Linked DNA regions of Lactuca sativa: region 1 is linked to region 2. Evidence: chromatin contacts called from public Hi-C data. All regions are on one chromosome and are shown on one strand. The core of a region is the stretch at or near the end of the contact, and the rest is flanking DNA. Distances in the headings are between cores, read along the strand shown.

Region 1 (5,476 bases), core at 670-3,169, 260 kb before region 2:
CTAGTTTGGTAGACAAGAGTCATTATGTATTTTTGGATTTTTCTATTTGGAATATCGACTTGTATGCACCTGATTAGAGGTGCACAACCATTCGGTGTATGCCTTCTTAGGTTTTCTGAGATTAAATTTGTTTTTGTCCATACCGAAAAACGAAGCAAACCAAATTCTAGTCAATGCATACCAAACCAAATTACAATTTGGTTTGGTTTGGTTTGGTTTGGTTTGGTTTGGAACATGAGAAAACCAATTATTATGTTCAAAAATAAAATCAATAATTCCAATTTTGCAAATGTAAGATCTAAAGTTTCAAATATAAAAACATTAAATACGAACATAAAATACAAAGTTACAAACTTCTCAATATCTTCAAAGTGTTCCACATTTATAAAAGAAAGAAGTACCCATCCTAACTTCTTAAAATGTTTTCAATGTGTTCTTGCACAATGACCACGTTGTCAAGCGGATCCAATCTTGACAAATATTAATGCTTGCACAATTTAGGAATCAAATTTTGGCTATTTGGGAAAGTAGGGGTCTAACTAATAAGTATATATTTAACTTTTTTTTTTAAAAGTATAAAATTATAAATTATATAATTACTAAATCAATAAATTGATTAAACCAAATTCATAATTCGGTTTGGTATGAAACCCAAGCAAAAACCGAATTTGAAATTTGGTTTATTCTGAGTTTGATTCCTTTTTCAGCTTCCATCAGTTCCAAACCAAATAATGGTAACCCCTAATGCTCATTAGATACTGATCTGCAAAATAGGGATTTCTCATGCTCAATGTGCTCTGATTTATGTTGATATGATTTCATGAATTATAAATGAACAAATTTTTTTCTATTATAGTTGATTCAACTAAACCTAGCGATATTTTGAACCTTGTCGAAGCTGTTGAATTCCCAATTCCCAGATAGTTTGACTTGATTGAATTTGAATATCATGCGTACATTTAAAAAGAATCATAGTAAATACAAGTGGAAAATGTATTTATGTAGTTGTAGGGTAATAATAACATCAAAAATGTGGATCAAATTAACTCATGAAAACCAGTAGAACAGCGATAATGAATCCAACGCCTCCATTTTTAAACAGGGTTCTTCCATTGCTCTGTAATGAATAAATCAAATCGTCAGTTTTATGTTTTTCTTTTTAGTTTTTTTTAGATAAAAAGTGACATTTTTATAAATAAAAAAATTACCAGGTCGAGTGTTGGTGATGGTGCTGGTGCTGTATCATCAGAATCTGTGGTGGTTACCGGTGCTGGTGGGCTCTTGGCAACCGGTGCTGGTGCTGGTGCATGATGTTTCTTGTGTCTATGCCTTTTGTGCTTGTGTTTTGTAGGAGCGGGTGCCGGTGAGGGACTCATCTCCGGTGTTGGTGCTGGCGGAAGAGCAACCGGTGCCGGTGCTGGTGTTGGCGGTGGTGGAGCCGGAGCCGGTGCTGGTGGTGGAGGAGTCGGTGCCGGTGTTGGTGGTGGAGGAGTTGGTGCTGGTGTTGGTGGTGGAGGAATCGGTGCTGGTGGAGGGACAGTAGGCGGTGAAGCAACCGGCGGTGGTGTAGGGGCTGGCAATGGCGGTGGTGGAGTAGACGGAGCTGAGACCGGAGGAGCAGGTGGAGGAGGAGTCGGTGGTTGTGGTGGTGGGATAGATGGGCTAGAAACTGGGGTGGCTGGTGGTGGAAGTGGGGTGGTGGAAGGTGGCGGCACTATGGCGGGTGTAGTTGATGGTGACGTGGCAGGTGCTTGTCCTTCGGAAACCACCACCAGAAGGCAGATCAAAGCTGGAATAATAATAATCCTCAACATTTTTTTTGGTGAATTGTTGTTTTTGAATTGAAAGAATTGTTAATTTATAACACATAAAGCATGTTTAATTTCAGATGAAATCAAGAAAGTTGGTGCTACATGACCTTCATGTGGGTGGTGCATCTCATCTCAGATATGACTTAAAGATCAATCTTGATACTTTCATGATGTCAACTAACTACCTTAAAAGTAATAATAAATTAATAATCAAATGTCAAAAATTACAAAAATATTGTTTTTAATCTATAAACAAAAGATGATCTTAAAGGCATGCTGGATCTTGGATAAAAAGTCCGAATGATGATGGGAAACAGTAATAGATGTCGGCGGAATCAGTGATTCCGGTTCCGACGGAATTGGCGATTCCGGTTCCAGCGGAATTGGTGATTCTGGTACTGACTTTTTCTTTCTTCTTAATCGAAAGAAATTTTTCATGATTCCGGAACACTCTTCCGCCAACACTCCTCTTCTAACCGACATGTTTTTGTGGAACGGGTGCACAGGAGCAGACAATTTATCTATTGGTGTGGCGTCTTTTCCTTCATTCCCATCGGAAAATAGTCTGTAAAACCATGAGAAAGTTACTAAAAATGGAAATAATTAGTTGATTCTAGTTACTCCATTGTTGAAAATCATTTTGCATACCTAATCCAGCTACCATCAGCTCCTAATAGCTTATTTGGAGCTCCCCATACAAGTGTGTCAATTCTGGCTTGTAAAATTGCTCCAGCACACATGGGACATGGTTCAAGTGTTACATAAAGAGTAGTATCCTGCAATTCATTGAGAGTAAAATCAGTAATTACTTAAGATGCAACGAGTGAAAATAGTAAGTAAAAAAGAGAAAAATTAATTACCGAAAGTCTCCACGAACCAAGGATTTTTGAGGCTTCGCGTATACAAATCATCTCTGCATGAGCAGTGGAGTCATGTAATTTTTCTACCCTAAAAATTACACACATCAACTACTATACAAATATATATATTCCATCATATGAAAACAAAGATAAATTCCAAGAAAAAAAAAACTTACAAATTATATCCACGAGCTATAATTTTACCATTATGCACAAGTACAGCTCCAACAGGCACCTCCCATACATCAGCAGCTTTTTTAGCTTCCAAAAGTGCTTCCCTCATAAACATCTCATCTTCTTTTCGTTTCTTATCCTCAAAACTATACGCATCTTCCCATTCATCAAACTTGGAATCACTCAAAGACACATGAGAAGTTTTATTGGTTGGGGGGAATGGAATCGGTGATTCTTGATTACAGGGAGTGGAATCGTTATTGGAATCATGACTAGAAAACCATGCTTCGCTAGTAAGAGACAAACATGAGGAACACTTTCCGCCACCTGAGTGTGGAATGTGGGATTCCGAACGTGGAGATGAACATCGGAATCGGATTACGTCCCCGATAACTGTCAACAAGGATCTGATATTTTTCTTGACACCATCAAGAATCTCACTTGAAGATGTTATGTCATGATCTGATGATGCATCAGTCATGTGCCACATCTCATCAGAAGGCCCTTTATGACCACCATCCGTGATTCCTTCCACCATTTTCATTTCTAAACTTGGATACAATTTGTGTTTCTCAGATTTTTTTCTATGTGAAACTGATGAATTTTCACTATTTGTGACATGGGTATCCGAGATTCTTGATCTTTCTTGTGAATTCTCACTGGAAACTGTTGTTATTTTAATCAAATGGTTTGTTTTCTGATGTTTTTCTTCTTTAATATCTTTAACCATATGACAAACTTCAGTAGATATCTCTTCACAGTTCTTCATTCTACTTTCAGACATTGAAGATGTCCCACTCAAGTTAATTTTCTGAGGTTTTATCATTTCTGAAATCACTTTTAACTTCTGAGAGCTGAAAGTTGAATCAATAACACTGTTATCTTTATCTGAAAGTTTCTCGAATTGTTTACACTTCATTCTTGATCCTGATTTGTTAGCGACTCTATCAACCAATTCTCCATAATGTCCTTTTACAGTATCTTTCTTCTCCAGTATTTTCCCTTGTTCTTTATCACACCTCTGATCTCTTTTCACAACCCCAGAATCTACATTTTTCTTTTCCATATTATCACATATAAAATGATTCTTATCGATCTGTTTACACTCTTTTTCGCCACTATACTCCAAGCCCACCTCATCTGTTAATAAGCTAAGCATAACGTCTACATCATTCACATAAGCATCACTAACATTACCCAAAAACTTTTTTTTCCTCTTGTGTCCAAAACCCCTCTGTCTGTGTTTCCTTCTATCGTTGAAAGAAGAAAGCTTTTCATGGTAATAATTTCCATCAGTAAAGGAAGAAACCCCAGAGGTATTACCATAAAACTGTCTACTGCTACCATGAAAGATTAATCGTTTACTAAGTGACCATTGAATCAAAGTTGATTGGCTTAACCCTTTACATAAAAAGCTAGGGTTTATTACAGTCAATCTATTACACATTGAAATATTAGCAGCAGAATAACAGCAACAACATTTTCGTGATGAAAATAATAATGGGTTTCTTTCAAACATTTCATCGAACATGTAGGAGGCGTGATTGGATGGTAAAGATAGGAGAGGTCTAGAACTAAGCGATACATCTGGGTTGAAACAAATGGTGTGCATTATCCTTGTGTTCTAACTTCTAATGTGGTTGTGGGTGAGACAGAGAAAGAGGAAGAGAAGGAAAGGGGTTGTTACCTTGATGTTAGAAGTGACTTTTTCACGCAGAATCTTTTTCGATCGGGAATGGTGACAATACACGGGAGATAGAAAGAAAGGACGAGAGTGATAGCATGTCATGTGGACTGTGTTTTAAGGTATTTGACCTGAGGTTAAAGATGATTTGTAGTCGACTAGTTGGGAATGATGACAGTAGTTTACTGATAACGATGTCAACAATTCGTTTAGAGGTAGTTCTGCTTAACAACATTTACTCCCTCTAAAATAAACGAATTTTGTTTTTCCAGTTTCTTTTTTTAATTTATTTGTTTGACAAGTTAATAAAGTAGTTAATAAAGCTAATTTATAAGTTAACTTTTTGAAATTCCGAGTTTTTTTTTTTTTTTTTTTTTTAAATCTTTTGAATATACATATTAATTAATTATAGAAAACAATAAGTTAGTTTTTACTCAATGTAACAGTAATAACAGCTATTTCTAAATCATGACCAAGTACACATGATTGAAATAGCATTGTATTTTCATAAACATTATACTAGTTACTAAATCTAAGTTCTGAAATAAATCAAATAACATTTAATGTGTATATGATGTTTATTTGTTATAAGGTTGGGGAGTGGTTAAACACCGCCCCTTGACATTATTGGGATGGCCACACATTGTCCCACATCCTCGATATGATGAGCTCAATATATGGATTAGGCCACAACACAACTTAAAGATGAGAGAAAAAACTAAGTTTAAAAAAGTATATGTTTTTTAATTCAAAATTTCAAAATTTTAACCACTTGTCAACAAAATAAATACTAATAACTAGAGTTTTTAACCAAAACAGGGTGGTTGGAAAAAATATTTACCAATTTAGTATAGTTTCAAAAATATTTACCAAACTAGTGGTTTTCTTATTTTTCTTGTATTTTTCAGTTTTTTTACTTTTTTTTATTTGATTTTAAATATCAGTTT
Region 2 (5,455 bases), core at 1,452-3,951:
ATTAACAACCATAATAAAAAAAGACAAAATTGAAAAAATGGTCCTTGTGGTATGCATATTTTTGGGGTTTTAGTCCAAACCATGATTATTTTTGGATTGGTGGTCATTTTGAGCTAGTTTCCTTGCATTTTTGCTCCCTATCCAAACTAAAAAGACTATTATACCCTTAATGAATTTAATTTTCATTTTTCTTTCACTTTTTAAAATTATTATTATTATTAAATATAAAATTGGGCCCACATGTCCACCCTCTCTCTCTCTCTCTTTCTCTCTCTCTCTCTCCAACTCGATTCCTTCCCCAAACCATGTTGCTGCCATTTCTGATAAACCATTTCTTCCCGTCAATGACAAATTGAAATTTCAGTGATCATCAGATGAGCACCATACTCTTTAATCACCACCGCCTCTTATTTCTCTTCCTCCCACGAACCAAGAAAGTTCCAAATAATGATCATGGAAACGAAGTTATGTGAAAGTTTTCATAACATAAAGTTTATTGATTACAATCAACCCATAACCAGATGCGAGAACTAAAGAGAAGAAGATGAGCAAGAAATCAACTTTCTTTAATGCTTGCCTGTACCAGTCTTGCTTGTAGTCAAACACTTAATGGGAACGAGACTCTACCTCTTCACCAACAAAGATGGATGCGAAGCAACATGGGAAATCCGTCAGAGATGTAGAATCGATTTGAATTCTGATTTTAGGGTTCTAAATTCGATTTTAGTTCTGATTTTAGGGTTCTAGAATCGACTTCAACCTCATAACACACATAAATGTAACGTCATATATGGAGGTCTTCATACTCATAAACCCTTTTGTACATGTTCGTTCATGGTCGCCAGAATTTAATCGAAACCCTAGCAGCTTCTCGCACCAGAGATAGGGGTTTTCAGGGTTTTAAGGGTAGGGTGCAAATGGTTTTTGGAGTATTTTCTGTTGGTGTATAAACAAGCTACATGACGATGATGAAGGTGTCATGTAACCGAAGAAGTGGGAGATGAAGGGGTGGGGATGAATGTTTGTTTTGGATATTGGTATTATGATGAACATGATTTTGAAGATGCAACAATATATAGTTATGTTCTTGATTTTTTGGGACAAACAAACAACTAGAGGTGGTGGATTTCATAGCAAAAGATGAAATGGTCGGCATTCCTGGTAGGATTATGAGAGAGAGAGAGAGAGAGAGAGAGAGAGAGAAAGAGAGAGTTGGACCCCATAATTTTTATTAATAAAACTTTAAATTAAATAGCAAAAACCATAAAAAATGTATCAGAAGGGCATTTTAGTCTTTTCGGTTTTATGGGGGACCAAAAATGCAAGGAAACTAACTCAAAAGGACCATCAATCCTAAAAAGTCGTGGTTTGGACTAAAACCTCAAAAAAATGCATACCACAGGAACCATTTTTGCAATTCTATCTAAAAAATATACACAAGTCACATGCAGCTAATCCATACCTTAGAGTTTTTAAACTTTTTTTTTTGTAAACATAGTTTGTGTTGACCGATGACCATCTTTATTTTATATAAGGTTATAGCTTCACAGTGTTGTAAACCTAACACTAGAACTGTATCCAGAAAAAAATTATCTTTAGTGTGACACTTCATGATTTTTGGTATACTAAAAGATAATCTTAGAGTAAATTATACGAATGGTCCCTATGGTTTAGGATAATTTATGTATTTGGTCCCTAACTTATTTTTTTAACTCGGAAGGTTCTTACTGTTTGTTTTTGTTACGCGGTTGGTCCCTGTCTTACGTAAAAAAACTATTTTGTCTTTGCTTTTTTAACTTATTTAAATAAACACACCCCATACCCCACCCTCTCACCTTACCTTACCTACCTCATTATTTTTTTCTTATTTAAATAATAGTTTTTTAGATAAGACAGGGACCAAACGCGTAACAAAAACAAACAGTAAAGACCAAGCGTGTAACAAAACAAATAGCAGAAACCTTCCGAGTTAAAAGAAATAAGTTAGAGACCAAACACACAAATTACCCAAACCATAGGGACCATTCGTGTAATTTACTCATAATCTTAATATAAACCGAAATGTGCTCTCATATATTTTGTAATTTTCTTCTAATGAAGATGGATTATTTCATGTAATTTTCTAATTTAATTTATATTACTAAATAATAATCAAGTTTTACATTTGTTAAATCTGGACAATACGACAAGGTTCACCTACATAAATGGTTTGCTTTCTCATTGAAATCAATATCTTAAACAGAAACAAGAAAGTATATTTTAGGAAATACCAAAATCAAGAATTCCTTGAAATGGCAAAACATGGAAGGACATTAGGTTTGCTTTCTCATGGAGAAATGTTTACACATATCTACAATAATTTCCATACCCATTTACAATAACTACATATTTATATAGAACTAAAAGTCATTTTTTTGTTATTAATACAACATTTAATGAATAAATTACAAGTACTACAATTCATCAATATCAGTCTGAAAAATAACATCTGTACATAATTTAAAGATCCATCTGTCTCTTCTTCTTTGAAGCTTCTTTTACAAAATACAAAAAGGGGGAAAACAGGAGACACTTCTCACGCAATAGGTATAGATTTCTATCGGGATATTCTTTTCAATTATTAAATTAATATTATATGAGTGTGTGAATTGTTGAAATTAATTCGAAAAACAGAAAAAGAAACCCTCTTTGAAGTTTGAACAGTCTGTATTTCTTTAAATTTCGGTTCTTTAGAACCTTCCTCTCCCCTTTTTGTGAATTATAATCAAATTGAATCGAAATTATATTTTTTATTAATTGTTCTCGGTTTGATTATTGTGTGTTAGTTGGAAAAAAATTGAAAATTTCTTTAATCAACATCTTCGCCTTATTAAAGTCAAAACATGAAAGCGACACAGAAAGAGATCCATGGTTTGATTCTTCGGTCAAACCTTTCGAGCTCTAAGAATAAATCAAATTATACACCCACCTTCTTCCTTACATTTTCCTTTTCTTGTTCTTCAATCATGCCAAATATATATATAGACTTTGGATTTAGCTCCCATTGTTGAAAAAGAAAACCCTTTATTCATTTGTTCTTTCTCTTTGTTTTCGTGACACAAACAATTTATAGATTGTCAAGTAACTTTCACGAATTTGTAGTACACTTTGATAAGTTCTTGATTAGGTTATTTAATTTAATTACTGGGGTTTTGAGCTTTTCTGCTTGAACCCATTAATTAATTCCACTTGGGAGGTGAGTAAACCACCAATTCTTGTTGTTTTTTGAGGGATTCCTCATTTGGGTATCTGTAAAAATAAGGTTTCTTGAAAGAACTCTGGAGTTTTTTTTTTCTTCTTCTTCACATCATAGAACATAAGTAGAAAAAAAAAATGGGGACAGGAAGGAAAAGGAGGTTACATTTTAGCAAGATCTACTCCTTCAAGTGTGGAAGAAACAGATTCGACGATGATCATTCACAAATTGGGGGTCCTGGGTTTTCGAGAGTGGTTTATTGCAATGAAACTGGTGTTTCAGAAGCTGCAACTCAAATTTATGTAGATAATTATGTGAGATCAACCAAATATACGCCAATGACTTTTATACCAAAATCACTGTTTGAACAGTTTAGAAGAGTCGCAAATTTCTACTTTCTTGTTACTGGTATCTTGTCTTTTACAGCTCTAGCTCCTTATTCAGCTGTTAGCGCTATTCTTCCTTTAATCGTCGTCATTGGTGCTACCATGGTGAAAGAAGGTATTGAAGATTGGCAACGACAACAGCAGGTATGTTCATATGTTGATATTCCCAATTTTCTTCGATTCATGTCAGATCCAGCTCATTTTGGAGTTTGAATCTTTGGTTTTTTGTGGGTTTTGATTCGTTTTTGTCTATCGAACCTTTTTTTCAGGACCATGAGGTGAATAATCGAAAGGTGAAAGTTCATAGTGGTGGTGGAGTTTTCGAATCTCGAGAATGGAAAACACTGAGAGTAGGGGATGTAGTGAAAGTCGAAAAAGACGAATTCTTTCCTGCTGATCTTCTGTTAATTTCATCGAGCTATGAAGATGCTGTTTGTTACGTTGAAACGATGAACTTAGATGGAGAAACAAATTTGAAGCTAAAACAATCGTTAGACGCAACTTCCATGATCAACGACGATTCAAACATCAACAGCTTCAAAGCAACAGTCAAATGCGAAGATCCAAACGCAAGTCTCTACACTTTCGTTGGAACAATGGAGTTTCAAGAACAACAGTACGCACTTTCACCACAACAGCTTCTTCTACGCGATTCAAAGCTCAGAAACACAGATTACATCTATGGCGTCGTCATCTTCACTGGTCACGATACGAAAGTGATTCAAAACTCTACAGACCCACCATCGAAAAGAAGTGGAATTGAAAAACGAATGGATAACATCATCTATTTCTTGTTCTTCATCTTGTTTCTAATCGCTTTTCTGGGTTCGATTTACTTCGGGATTGTTACAAAAAACGATTTAGATGGTGACAGAATGAAACGATGGTATTTGAGACCCGACGATTCAGAGATCTTTTTCGACCCGAAACGCGCTCCAGCTGCAGCGATTTTCCATTTTCTCACAGCTTTATTGTTATACACATATTTAATCCCGATTTCTCTATACGTTTCAATAGAAATCGTGAAAGTTCTACAGACGATTTTCATCAACAACGACATTCATATGTACTACGAAGAAGCTGATAAACCCGCACACGCGCGAACTTCAAATATCACCGAAGAACTCGGCCAAATCGACACGATTTTATCAGACAAAACCGGGACTTTAACCTGCAATTCAATGGAGTTCATCAAGTGTTCAATAGCAGGAACAGCATACGGACGTGGTGTTACAGAAGTTGAAAGAGCTATGGCGAAAAAGACAGGATCACCATTGGTTGTTAATGGAAGAGTTCTTGATGACGATAATGATGATGAAGACGATGATTCTGGGTTATCTGTAAAAGGGTATAATTTTGAAGATGAAAGGATCGTCAATGGTTATTGGCTTCTTGAACCACGTTCTGATGTTATTCAGAAGTTCTTTAGATTACTTGCGATTTGTCATACAGCGATTCCTGATGTTGATGAAGAAACAGGGAGAGTTACTTATGAAGCTGAATCCCCTGATGAAGCTGCTTTTGTTATCGCTGCAAGAGAACTTGGATTTGAATTTTATAAAAGGACACAAACAACTGTTTCTTTTATGGAGTTAGATCCTATGTCCAAGAAAAAAGTCGAAAGGTAATATTTTTTATTTCCTTCCTTTTACCCTTTTGGGTAAATTTTGGTATCAAATCTTGAAAAAGTTGTAAAAAACTGTAAATCAATAATCTTTATATTGTTTATTTGCAGGACATATGAGCTTTTAAATGTTCTTGAGTTCAACAGTGCAAGAAAAAGAATGTCTGTTATTGTTCGTGATGAATTCGGGAAGCTTCTTTTACTCTGTAA

Evidence for each region. A called contact is a pair of places that touch in the nucleus more often than the background predicts.
Region 1: a contact with region 2 is called in a Hi-C map of leaf, with 7 times the contacts expected there. The contact joins the promoter of LOC111910459 here to the promoter of LOC111910456 in region 2. A contact is called at or near these places in 2 of 4 Hi-C or Micro-C datasets (both in leaf).

What each region holds. Positions count from the first base shown.
Region 1 is chr8:53,414,875-53,420,350 of Lsat_Salinas_v11, reverse strand. LOC111910459 (lysine-rich arabinogalactan protein 19) reads right to left here and starts at 1,919. Exons shown (of 2, transcript XM_023906297.3): 1 at 1,209-1,919; 2 at 902-1,117. The coding sequence starts at 1,814. The coding sequence ends at 1,043. LOC111910458 (tRNA(adenine(34)) deaminase, chloroplastic) reads right to left here and starts at 4,768. Exons shown (of 4, transcript XM_023906296.3): 1 at 2,848-4,768; 2 at 2,672-2,759; 3 at 2,460-2,587; 4 at 1,994-2,376. The coding sequence starts at 4,457. The coding sequence ends at 2,058.
Region 2 is chr8:53,151,741-53,157,195 of Lsat_Salinas_v11, reverse strand. It overlaps LOC111910456 (putative phospholipid-transporting ATPase 9), which reads left to right and starts at 2,701. Exons shown (of 10, transcript XM_023906293.3): 1 at 2,701-3,765; 2 at 3,891-5,245; 3 at 5,357-5,455. The coding sequence starts at 3,373.